Regions from separate parts of the Sus scrofa genome. Here region 2 is linked to region 1. The links are chromatin contacts, called in public promoter capture Hi-C maps. All regions are on one chromosome and are shown on one strand. The core of a region is the stretch at or near the end of the contact, and the rest is flanking DNA. Distances in the headings are between cores, read along the strand shown. Region 1 holds the start of RASL10B (ras-like protein family member 10B). Region 2 holds the start of AP2B1 (adaptor-related protein complex 2, beta 1 subunit).

Region 1 (5,990 bases), core at 773-3,272:
CCAGGGAAGTTGGTACATGCCTGAGACCCACTGTCTGGGGACTAATCCCAGGAGGGTGACACTAGTGCCTGCTAAATGGGTCCAGGGTACGTGGGTTTGCTGAGTTCCGATGAGGCCATGATCTCCAGCATGTATACATGTTTGCTCTGTGGATGCATGTTCTTTCTGCATCCGCAGAGTCACAGTGCAATGTCCCTCAGTCCATCCTGGCTGAGGGGACCCAATCCATTGGGCAGGTGCACATACAGCATAGTATACTGAGGGCAGGATTTGGGGTGAGATCCACCAGCTCTGCTGCTCACCTAAAGTGTGATCTTGGATAAGAAACCTCACAGGGTGTTGTGAGGTCACACGGGTAAAGCCCTGTGCTGCACAGAGCAGGTGCTCAATAAACAGTGGCCATTACTATGTATAGGGGTCCTTCATTCATCTAAGGCTTTCCATGATCTCAGTGGGACCTCCTAGCAACCCCGATGGGTCACTGTGCACTGATGCTCATGCACATGCAGTGCATGCGTGTGTGTGTGTGTGCGTGTGTGTGTGCAATTCTCATTTTATTGACGGTAAAAGCAAAACCAAAAACCCACAAAGGTTTAGGGACATGAAGACCACATAGCCTGTTGAGCTGTCAACTAAGACTAGGACCCCGATCTCCTTCCTGCCCCACACAGGGTCTTTTCTCCACCAAGTACTTAGCTACTTATAAAAGCTCCCAACTAGGGGAAGTACCAGTCCCTTCTCCCCACAAATCCCTCCAGGGCCCTAGGCCCCTCAGCATCCCTGGACACTGTTAGCTTGGCAGAGAGCCTCGGCTGGGTTAATTACATAACCAGCACAAGCAGGTGGGGCGGGGGGCATCTTAGGAGAGGAAGGCAGGGCAATGAATGCAAGAAGAGTCCCTGCCTCTCCCTGGGTGTGGCAACTTAGAGGTAACTAGGAGGTACCCTACCTGCACTTTCTCCTGGGCACCACAGTCCCTGCCCAGAAATCTACGCTTTCGGGGGGAATAGCTGGGAAATAAAATCAGGGCACAGTGCTGGAGCCAAGAAAGGGAGTGCAAGAGAGGCCCCTCGGCTGGGGCCAGCCTCCCGAGAACTCACCAGGCCCAAGTGTGGCCCTGTCTCTGACTCAGAGGTGACTGGTGCCCCCTCCTGCTTCCCAGGCAGGGGTCCTGGGTCAAAGTGTTTATTAATCCAACATCCTCAGCTGGGGAGGGGTGGAAGAGGGCTGTCCGGAGAAGCAGGGCCCAGGCCCCCGAGCCTCCCTCCCCAAGGCCTGTGCTCTGCAGTGAGTCTGCAGACAGCGCCCGCCTGGGGACATACACTGGGGCCAAAGCCTGCTTCTTGGTCCCCTCCCCTGGGCCTGGACACCTGAGTCTCCAGCCCCAGACTGAGGGCGGGGGCTTTGCGGGTCCCGTGGGCCGAGTCACACGTCTGGCCGCTGTCTGTCCCCAGCACATTCATGTGGGAGAGGGTGGGTGGGGGCGTCGGGAGGATACTGAGCTCCCTATGACCTGATTGGTAGGAGTTGGGGTGGGGGGGATACAAGAGCCCAGCCTGCTCTCCGCCTCCAGGACCTTGCAGGCACCCCCCCACCCCAGCTCCAGCTCTCACGTGGCTGCCCCGCGCCGCTTCCCCGCCAGCCCGCCGGCCCCTTCCTTGCTCCTCGCCCGGGGTCCCCCGGCGCCGCGGCCGTCTCCCCCATCGCCCCCCCACCGACCCCCCCAGGCCCCGGCCCTCCCGCTCCCCCGCCTCCCGGCGCTTACCCGGGGCCGTCCTAGCTGCTCCCTGCCCGGGCCGGCCGGCCGGCGGGGCCGCGCTCCCCCGGGCTCCGGCGCTGCCCCCCGGCTCCCCGGCCCGGGGGGAGAGAGGTGGGGGCGCCCCCGGCCGCTCAGTCGGGGCGGACTCGGGGCGGGCTCAGGGCGGGCGCGGGGGGGGCAGGTGCTGGCCGCCGAGGGGGTAGGAAACCTCCAGCCCGGCTCTCCCTCCGGAGCGCGCCGCCCGCTCGCGCTGGAAGGAGGAGGAGGCGGGAGCCGGCGAGGCGGCGGGGCGGGCGGGCGGGCGGGCGGGGGGGGGCGTGCCTGGCTGGCGTTCCGCAGGGTCCCTGAGCCTGACATGTTCCCTTGGCGGTCCTGGACAGATTCTTTTCATCCCGAGCCTTGACCTTCACCCCTCCCGACTCTCCCTGCGGTATTTTCAGCTCTAACCTGGAGGGGTGGGAGAGAGGGACGGAGAGACCCCGCAGCCTTTTGCTTCACTCCATATCCTTCCCTCCCCCCGCCTCCAACAAACACCCCAGGTTCCCTCAGTACGCCTGTCCTTTGACCCTTCCCAGTTCAGTCACTGGACAGGCGCCCACTGTGTGCTTTGCACGGTGTGCTCCAGGCGGCATCCAGACTCTACTCCAACCGCTAGAGGACTGACAAAGGGTGGTCCCTCTCACCCTTCACTGCAGCAGTGAAAGGAAGACAGAGCCGGCTAGCAAAGCAAAGCTAATCCCCGCCCAATGAACGACCTCCGTCCCCTACAAGCACCGCTCCCTCTCCTCTCCTCTCCAGCCTGGGAGACGCCCCCTTTTGCCTGGGTCGAGGGCAGAATCGCTTTGTATTTATTCTAAAACAGGCATGGTCAGTGTCATTCACTGTGGCTAGTTAACATTTAATGAGCATGTACTATGTGCCAGTGTGCTCCAGGCTTTGCTAGCATCTTCAAATTTAATCCTCACACTACTCTGAGGTGGTCTTGTTTCCCCCATTTTTACAGATAAGGCTGAGAGAGGCTGAGTGACTTGGTCTTAAATGAAGTGTAAAATGGAATACAAAGATGGGGGGGCGGTCTGGGGAGTTCCTGTTACAGCTCAGAGGTAATAAACCTGACTAGTATCCGTGAGGGCGAAGGTTCGATCCCTGGCCTCATTTAGGGGGTTAAGGATCCAGCATGGCCCTGAGCTGTGGTGTAGGTCACAGACGCAGCTTGGATCTGGCGTTGCTGTGGCTGTGATGTAGGCCAGCTGCAGCTCTGATTCAATTCCTAGCCTGGGAACTTCTGTATGTCACAAGTGCAGCCCTAAAAAAAAAAGATTGGCCTCCTGCAGAGCAGCCACCACTGAACTTGAACTTGGCTTAGTGCCACAGTTCATTCAGTGGGGCAACCTGAAGCAGACACACCACGGTGCTACAGATGAGAGAAGTTGGGAGCCACTTACAGAGGTTTGAGAAGGGAGTGGAGGAAAGGGGCCTAGGGTCCTGAAAATGAGGAGAGGAGGCTGAGAAGTTGGTTGAGAAGTCACAGGGGCCTTGATTGCCAGGTAAGGAATTTGGACCTAGCCCTGTCTGGCTGGGGAAGCCTAGAAGGCCTGAGCGGTTTTGAAGCAGGACAAAGTGGCCTTTGGGTGCCTGTAGGGCAGGGAGGAGGAGCAGGGAAGCAGGGAACATCTCCCAAGTATTTTAACTCCCGGGACCCAGCATCCGTGCTGTGACTTTCCGTTCTTTTGTTCTTTTTAGTACTCTCAGCCCAGCTCTTCACAGGACCATTTTCCACCTCTCTGCAGGCTCTGCATTTTACACACACCCCCAGTCGCTCCCCATCCTTCTCCTGTCCGTCCACTGAGCCTAGTGGTTCAGAACCTGAGCTTCGGAATCAGGCGGATCTGAATTTAGATCTAGGCCCTACTACATGCTGTGTGACTGGGGGCAGGTAACTTGAACTCTCTGAATTCTGCGCCTTATTTGTAAGAGGGAGAGGTGATCAGCGGTCCCCAGGGCATAAAGGAGCCTGTGGTGTGTCAAGTCCCTAATGCAGGGCCTGGAGTGGAGTCTCCCTGTGTGGCCTTTAGTTCTCCCTCTCTGTTTTGGAGACACAGCCATTCAGAGGGAAGGGTGAATGCCTCCTTGGCAAAGCATTTCCGGGTAGTCTAGAAAGGCTCCCAGGTGCTGGGGCGGGGCTTTGAGAAGGGCCAGGGCAGCAACTAAAACAATTACAGGGCCTAGAAGGATCGAGGCCCTCTCCTGGAGTACCACTTTTGTTCTGGAGACATCAGACTTACTGCCCCTGTGGGATGGCAATGGGGTCACCAAGAAACTCCTAATTTGATTAAATTGTTCAGGACACTGCCAATCTCCCCACTGTATCTGAAAATCTTTCATCCTGACCCTACCCAAAGATCCCGGCTTTATGTCTACTCCCCCAGCCATGACCCTCCATTCTGGTTCCATTTCAGCCCAGAGGGGACTAGAAATAAGAAAGCGTGTAATGCTCACACACACCCAGTGGCCAGGCTGCTCAGAACTCTCACCTTAGCTATGCTAGGGGCACACAAAGCCACAGGTTCATTATGAGGCTTCGCGTGGGTCTGCAGCAATACGTCTTTTTAGGGCTGTATCTGCAGCATATGGAGGTTCCCAGGCTAGGGGTGGAACTGGAGCTGTAGCTGCTGGTCTATACCATAGCCACAGCAACGTGGGATCCGAGCTGCATCTGTGACCTACACCACAGCTCACGGAAACGCCGGATCCTTGACTCATTGAGGGAGGCCAGGGATTGAACCTGCATCCTCATGGATGCTAGTCAGATTCGCTACCCACTGATCCACGACGGGAACTCCGATGATTGGTCATTTAAAGCATTATATTTTCTATAAAAAAATAAACCCATGGTATTAACATAAATGTAAACTGTGCCTGAATTTAAGGCTCTGTTGAGTCACTTTGGTTTGTGGCCAGTCACTTTGGGCTGGGAAGTTACGCCCCTAGGAGCCTATTCTGTGATCCGGAGTACCTCGGTGAAAAAATGAGAGGCTCTGTCCTCAGACTGTGGCTCTGGTTCAGCTGAGGATGCCTGAGGTGCAAGCTGAGGCTCCAAGGAATGGGAGGCAGAGGCCCACCCACAGCATCTGAACCCCATACACGGAGTGGGACAGAGAGAACAAGGACCCGAACCTACCACTCCACTCTTGCTCCATCATAGCCGAGGGTCCCACTGGCTTTCAGACTCTCTGGCGAGATCCTGGGGTCTCTTTTTGCACTCCTCTTTGGCCTGTGGCATATAGAAGTTCCTGGGCCAGGGAACAGACCCAAGCCACAGCGGTGACCTGAGTCACAGCAGTGATAACACCAGGTCTTTAACCCACTGGGCTACAAAGGAACTCCGATCAGATCCTGGGCTTTGACAGGAAGCGGAGAGTGAATGAAACAAGGGAGGGAAGGCCAGGGGCTAGACTTGCACATCGCCCTCTAACACCTACCTGGCGGGGAAGGGGGGTAGTGGAGTTCTCTCAGGCTCAGAATGTTGGGGCGGTCCTGTCTCAAAAGGATCCTCCCGGAAATTAGGTCCATCTGGGTCCATCCAAACCCTAAATTAGCCTTCCCCTTGTTGGCAGCATCAAGAACGGCAGGGCAAAAGCTAAATGAGAAACTGAGACGGCAACTTTGGAGCCAACTCGGAAACTTTTCAAGAAACATCCTTGTTGCTAATAACGTCTGGGGGCTGGTTGGGATTCTAGGATTAGTGTTCAGGAGATAGAAATGGGTAACAACGGGGGAGGTGTGATCTTTCCCAAGTGCCACACCAGGTATTAAAATAAACAGGCTCTTGCCTCCTGGAGCTGGGGGTGGCAGGGAAAAGAAATCTGGGTCCAAGCAAAACCAGAAAAAGCATCAATACATTGAGGTGGGAGTAGGAAGGCTCCAACCTGGGAGTCCTCAGCTGTTCTCTGGCTTCAGATACAATGTACCTGCCATCTCAGTATTTCCTAGTTGCCATGGGGAGTCGGGGCAGAGAGGCTGGCGCGATCTCAGGGGCAAGTCTGCGGCCAGGGTGCCCTGCTTTGGGAGACTGAACACACTGGGATCTGAGGGGCTTAGCAGGGCTGGCTGTTGGTCTGGTGGCACAGAGTGGGGAGGGGCTATCACAAATCTCCGGTGGGCTGAAGGGAAGCTGTAATGTAGCAATAAGGACAGAGGGAGCCAGAAGATTTAATTTTGCCCCACCTCA
Region 2 (6,380 bases), core at 1,812-4,311, 130 kb after region 1:
AAAGGCAGCCAAGATAGAGCTCAAGGAACAAATCAAGTATTTTGCTGAAGAGCCTCAAGAATTAAATTCCTCCTAGGGAAGAAAAAATGTGTTCCTCAGGAGAGCCCTAGGGGAAAGCAAAGCCATTGTGGAGTTGGAACTCTCACTATCTTTTCACCAAATCAAGCTAGACAAGTCATGGCTGTTCTGAGGACCTGAGCTATGACCTCGGGACACTATGTTAAAAAATAAATAAATAAAGCTGCCACAGTCGAAAACATAATTACTCTTATTTTCCTAGCTCCGAGTGTGATGTCACTGCATTTCAGAAAAGGCCTCTCTGTACAAGATCATACATCTAGATTTAACATAACCTAGTTTCTACTAAATATAGGTTGTAAAAGTCCCTTCTCAACTATTCCTCTCCCCTTCCACTGCCCTAAAGAGAATCAGGCCAGAAAAAAATTAATAGGGTGTTAATTTCAAATGGTTCTCTGGGACATGGCAGCTAAATTAGAGTTGGCGAGGCCACTAAATCTCCTCTCTTCACATAAAGTTGGGCTTTACACAGTTGGTATTTATAGGGAAAAAGTGAAACAGTAAACCAAATTATAAAGCAAAAAGGTCATTCTACAATCTTTCATTACAAAGGTGAGCGGTGCTAATTAGAATTTTCAATAATGCAAAGGCAATAGCATCTTCTGGTACCATTTATCGCATAAGAAATTACAAGAATTGGGAGTTCCCGTCGTGGTGCAGTGGTTAACGAATCCGACTAGGAACCATGAGGTTGCGGGTTCGGTCCCTGCCCTTGCTCAGTGGGTTAACGATCCGGCGTTGCCGTGAGCTGTGGTGTAGGTTGCAGACGCGGCTCGGATCCTGCGTTGCTGTGGCTCTGGCGTAGGCCGGCAGCTACAGCTCCGATTCAACCCCTGGCCTGGGAACCTCCATATGCCGCGGGAGCGGCCCAAGAAATAGCAACAACAACAACAACAAAAAAAGACAAAAAGACAAAAAAAAAAAGAAATTACAAGAATTGACTACAACAGACACAGCTGTAATTTCCATTTAAAATTGACTACAAAGTAATTTGTTAGTTCTATACAGTGGGAAAGAAGTTTTACATCCAACTCTTAACTGAAATAAACTCTGGAAAACTTAAGCCTGGAAGGAAAGAAAGAAGGAAGGAAGGAAAACATGTCCTATCTAATTCTATGCACCTTGGTTCAAAACTGTGCCTAGGAGTTCCCGTCGTGGCACAGTGGTTAACAAATCCGACTAGAACCATGAGGTTGCGGGTTTGGTCCCTGGCCTTGCTCAGTGGGTTAACGATCCAGCGTTGCCGTGAGCTATGGTATAGGTTGCAGACGAGGCTCGGATCTGGTGTTGCTGTAGCTGTGGCCTAGGTCAGCAGCCACAGCTCTGATTCAACCCCTAACCTGGGAACCTCCATATGCCGTGGGAGCGGCCCTAGAAACGGCAAAAAGACAAAAAGACAAAAAAAAAAAAAAAAAAACCTGTGCCTAAAACAGGTTAAAATATGGGTTTAAGGGTCCCACGTTGCTGTGGCTCTGGTGTAGGCTGGCGGCTACAGCCCTGATTAGACTCCTAGTCTGGGAACCTCCATGTGCCACGGGAGCCGCCCTAGAAAAGGCAAAGACAAAAATAAGTAAATAAATAAATAAAATATGGACGTGTATAAAAAAGAAAAAGTTCTTCTGAACTGGACTTCCTTGAGTCTCTTCAATCACAGAATGTTAACTTATATTAATTTTGCCACCCAACTTTCACTGAGGCGATTAGCAGAACACACTATGCTTTCTGCTTCTTTGGGAGTTTAAAATGTTAAGATACCTGCAAAGAGTTCTCACCTTACCACCACGCTTAGTCATCATTGGAATGTGTTACACGTTTTCTTGTACAGCTGCACCTCCTTCATCTGCTTTCTATTATTACTTTGTAAGTGTACCCTGAGGCTAAGCAATAGAAGTACACCAGGAAGGTGATTAATGATTTAAATTGTTCCCCGTAGAGACCACTTTCTTTGCCATTCTCCCTTTTCTAAAATTATGGCGTTTACTTTCTCTTTTAAACCATAATAATTATAACAGTGTTGGCATTTAAAAAACACTTCTTTTTAAAAGTTAAAGTTTAATGAAGCGTCCACATTTTATTCACACTGCTTCATAATGAGGCAGCATAATGACAACTTCGTAATGAAAGAGTTCAAAAAAAAGCCTGCCCCCAAAAAGAAGGGTGCTCTGAAAACAGCATGAATCAATTCTTCGGATTCAAAGAATATATATGGAATAACAGGAAGTTCCCGTGTCTTTACCTCTGTCTTAATCTACAGTCTTTCTCAAACCAGACCATTCCTGCTAAGACCAGAAAGAAAAAATTCCGGGCTAAGATTTACTCCCACTTGCTTCCCTCCCCCTACATAGGGTCAATTCCGGAGGTTTTTCTTCCCTTTCTCCAACGTCAGGAATTCCTCCTCCTCCCCCCAGATGGTCATGACTCTAGGGATAGGTTCCTCCATTACAAGGTGGGGAAGAGGTGTCTCAACCTCAAAACGACGGGAGACTGGCGAGGATTGCTTATCAATGAGCAAAGCTTTGGGGGAATCCCTTTTCCCTTCTACTGGCTGGACACGTCCCAGCCTCTCAATGAACGACGCCAAACCGGGAAGGAAGGGTCTCCCCCTGGCCTCCAGTCTTTACTGGCCACACCCCTGGCCCATGGCCCTCGTAATCCCCCGACTTCAAATATACCTTTCTTTCCCCCAGTGTCCCCCAACTCCCAGTTGCCACCCCGAGGATTCCCCCGCCCCGCCTCAGCGGTGGAGTCCCTTTCTCCAACCCTATTCCTCACAACGGTCACACCCGACGGCTCACTCCCTCCTCAACGGTCACGCTCCTAGGATTTCCTCTCCTCCGCTCGTCTCCAACCTAACCTGGGGTTCCCCCTTGCCCATCAAAGAGGGACACACCCCAAAGTTAGCCGCCTTGAACTCACCGGAGGCAAGGGTGGGGGTGGCGGCAGCGGCCAGAGAGCACGGCCCGAGCGGTGTTGTAATGGTTTCCTGCACGTCACGACTCCTTCTCCAGGTCTAAGCCACTGCGCAAAACCCACTTTGCCAGGGACAAAGATGGAGGACAGGAAGCCCCTGACGTCAGAGAACCTCGCCGCGTGGCGTCATCCAGGCGCGCGAGAGCACCAGAAAGGCAGCGCTCTCTGTCGCCTTGGAGACGAAAAAATTTTGCGCGGCAGGGAGAGACCTGAGGTCAAGGCCTCTGAGGAAGTTCAGTGGCTCTCCTAAGGGATCTATTAAACAAGCTGATAGTCTTTGGAATTTGTTTCCTCGCGTAGGTATTCTTTAAAAATTTACACATACGGTAAAAATCCCCTGTTGCTTTCTGTTAAAAACAAAAAACCCCGGCTAATTTTCCTGGCCAATTCAAGGAAGTGAACAATGGTGATCCAGCCCAATGGTGATCCAGTGGGACTGGAGGAGAGTGGGGCAAGGAAAAGAGGCTAACATAGCATCAGAGCTGAGTTCGAATCCCTGTCCTGAATGTGATTATGAAAGTAACTTAATGTCTCAACCTTAGCGTTCTTACCTATAAAATAAAGCCAATGATATAACTCAATCCAGTTTGTGAAGTTTTAACTGGATTAAGTAGATAATATGCCTAGCATGTAATATGGGTGCTGGCACAAAAGCAGCCTCCTTCAGAAACCAAGATCCAAAAATCTCTGCACCTTCCCCTCAAAACATCCCACCTTAATCTTAAGTAATAATGGGGGGGGGGTGTGCTGGGGTTGTGGGATGGAAATCCTATAAAATTGGATTGTGATGATCACTGTACAACTATAAATGTAATTCATTGAGTAATTTAAGAAAACTTAAGTAATAATAATAAAGTATTTAACCAAAAAAGATAGGAAGACAGCCTGAGGCAGAAGCTTGGAAACCAAAATACAAACAGGACTAAGGGTAGAGAAGTAGAAGGAAAAGCAAGCAGTTGTAATGATGTAGGATGTTTTTAGAGTTCTATGAAAGTATAAGAACTATATATCTCTTAGGCCCAGCTTCCCTCCCCCAAATTTGTTGAATGAATAAATGTATGAATGAGTGGTCAACAGTAACAGCTGCTATAGAGAAAAGGAGGAAGGGCTGAAAAGTGTCCAAGGATTTAGCAACACAAAGGTCTTTGATGTCATTGCTGAGACCATCAGAGATAATGAAGGCAAAGCCCATGCTGCAGAAGTGCGAAGATAGATGGGAAGGAAATGAAAACAAGAGTTACAGACAAGGAAGTCCCATTGTGGCTCAGCGGGTTAAGGACCCGAGTTTTCTTTGTGAGGATGCAGGTTCTATGCCTAGCCTCACTCAGTGGGTTAAGGATCCAGCGTAGGTCACAGATATGCTGCTCGGATCTGATGTTGCCATGGCAGGGGAATAGGCCTGCAGGTCCCATTTAACCCCCTAGCTTGGGAACTTCCCTATGTAACAAGAGTTAGAGATAATTCCCTATATTAATGAAATGAACATATAAATGAAAAGAGATATAGGGTGGTATTCAATGGAGAGAATAGCAAAGTTTTTTTTTAAGTTGATTCCTATATTCATACATTTTCTTTACACTATTCCTTTAGCAATACCATTGTTAAATTGTATTGTATTGTACCATTGGCTCAATTATTTTTCCTACCCACATGACTTCAAAATATCTCTCTCTAGCCTTGACCTGTTCCCCAAACTTTACCACAAAATTGCTAACCACACTGATGGATAATTCTATATGTGTGTTCCACCCAAATTAAGCAAGTCATAAGAATACAGAGGGGTGTTTAAAATAACTGGTTCCAGACACAACTCGAAGAAGATAGAGGTGGATTTCGCAAAGAAGATGCCACCAGAAAAATCTTTGATTCCTACCTTTCTCCTGTTCAAAATCTTTCAACAACTTGTTTCCTAATTTGTACAAAATCTATCCTCCCAGTTTTCTCTATTTGTTTTCTCATCAATAAAATGGGAGAGGGAGTTCCCATCATGGCTCAGTGCTTAATGAATCTGACTAGGAACCATGAGGTTGCAGGTTCGATCCCTGGCCTTGCCCAGTGGGTTAAGGTCATGCCTTCACATAGTATGACCTATGTAAATATTTACTATGGTTGCAAATGTTTCAACAAATCACACTGCCAGAAACCTGGGGGTCATTTTTGCTTTCTCTCTTTAACTGCCATATTCATTCTATTTCCAATTTGTCACTCCTAATTTCAAAATATCTCTTAAATTCATCCAATTCCCTCTATTCACCTCATTAGTCCAAGACACCATCACCTCTTGCCTGTACTAGAAACCTCAACTCTCTTCTTAACCATGTTCATATAGCAGCTAGATTTTCAACTTTTAAATACAACAAACATTCCAAAAAGTGCACACATTATACCGCACAAGATCGTCTTAAAAATATAAACCTGGTCATGACTCTGGTGTATAAATCCTACAATGGCTCTCATTACACTTAGACTAAAATCCAGTCTCCTTCCCACAGCCTTAAGAGCCTTCGTGGTTTGGCAACTGCCTACCTCACAGGACTGCCTACCAGCCACTTCTCACTTCCCTTCATTTCACTCCTTGTTAGCTCTTGCAGGCCTCAAATATGCCAAGCTTTTTCCTATCACGGGACTTTCACAACTACCACTCCCTCCTGCCTAATACTCATTTCTCCCAAATCCACACATGGCTGTCTGGCTCATCATTTAGGTCTCATTTTAACTGTAATCTCATAAAGGCATTCCCTCATTACCCGATCAAAAAGGTTCTGTTCTCCCAGCCCCCACTACCACCCCATCCTAGTCCTCTTATTCAATTTGTAAATTATGTTATTTATTAGTGTATTTCATGCTGCCCCCTTAGCCTGGAAAGCCCTGTCACCACTACTGTGACTTTCCCCAAATGTTCTCATCTTTTGAGATCCACCTAATCCACAAAACTTTCAGTGGACATCTGGTCCTGATATGAGGCACAGGAGATACCAGGTTACACCACTGTATTAGAAAGCAGCTGCCAGGAGTTCCTGATTTGGCGAGGCAGAAATGAATCCAACTAGTATCCACAAGGATGTGGGTTCGATCCCTGACCTTGCTCAGTGGGTTAAGGATCCAGCGTTGCCATGAGCTGTGTGGTGTAGGTTATAGAGGTGGTTTGGATCCTGAGTTACTACGGCTGTGGGTAGGCCGGCAGTGGTAGCTCTGATTCGACCCCTAGCCTGGGAACTTCCATATGCCACAGGAGAGACCTTAAAAAGACAAAAAAAAAAAAAAAAAAAAAAGCAAGCAAGCAACTGGCAGAGAGAAGCCGAGATAAAATGTGAGGTTAGAAATGCTCTTCT

Evidence for each region. Promoter capture Hi-C pulls out the DNA fragments that hold promoters and counts their contacts.
Region 2: a contact with region 1 is called in a promoter capture Hi-C map of liver, with 3 times the contacts expected there. The contact joins the promoter of AP2B1 here to the promoter of RASL10B in region 1. A contact is called at or near these places in 1 of 5 promoter capture datasets (liver) and 1 of 2 datasets of contacts at active chromatin or transcription factors (alveolar macrophages).

The regions. Positions count from the first base shown.
Region 1 is chr12:39,793,261-39,799,250 of Sscrofa11.1, forward strand. It overlaps RASL10B (ras-like protein family member 10B), which reads right to left and starts at 2,023. Exons shown (of 3, transcript XM_021067407.1): 1 at 1,766-2,023.
Region 2 is chr12:39,923,817-39,930,196 of Sscrofa11.1, forward strand. AP2B1 (adaptor-related protein complex 2, beta 1 subunit) reads right to left here and starts at 3,062. Exons shown (of 22, transcript NM_001243183.1): 1 at 2,995-3,062.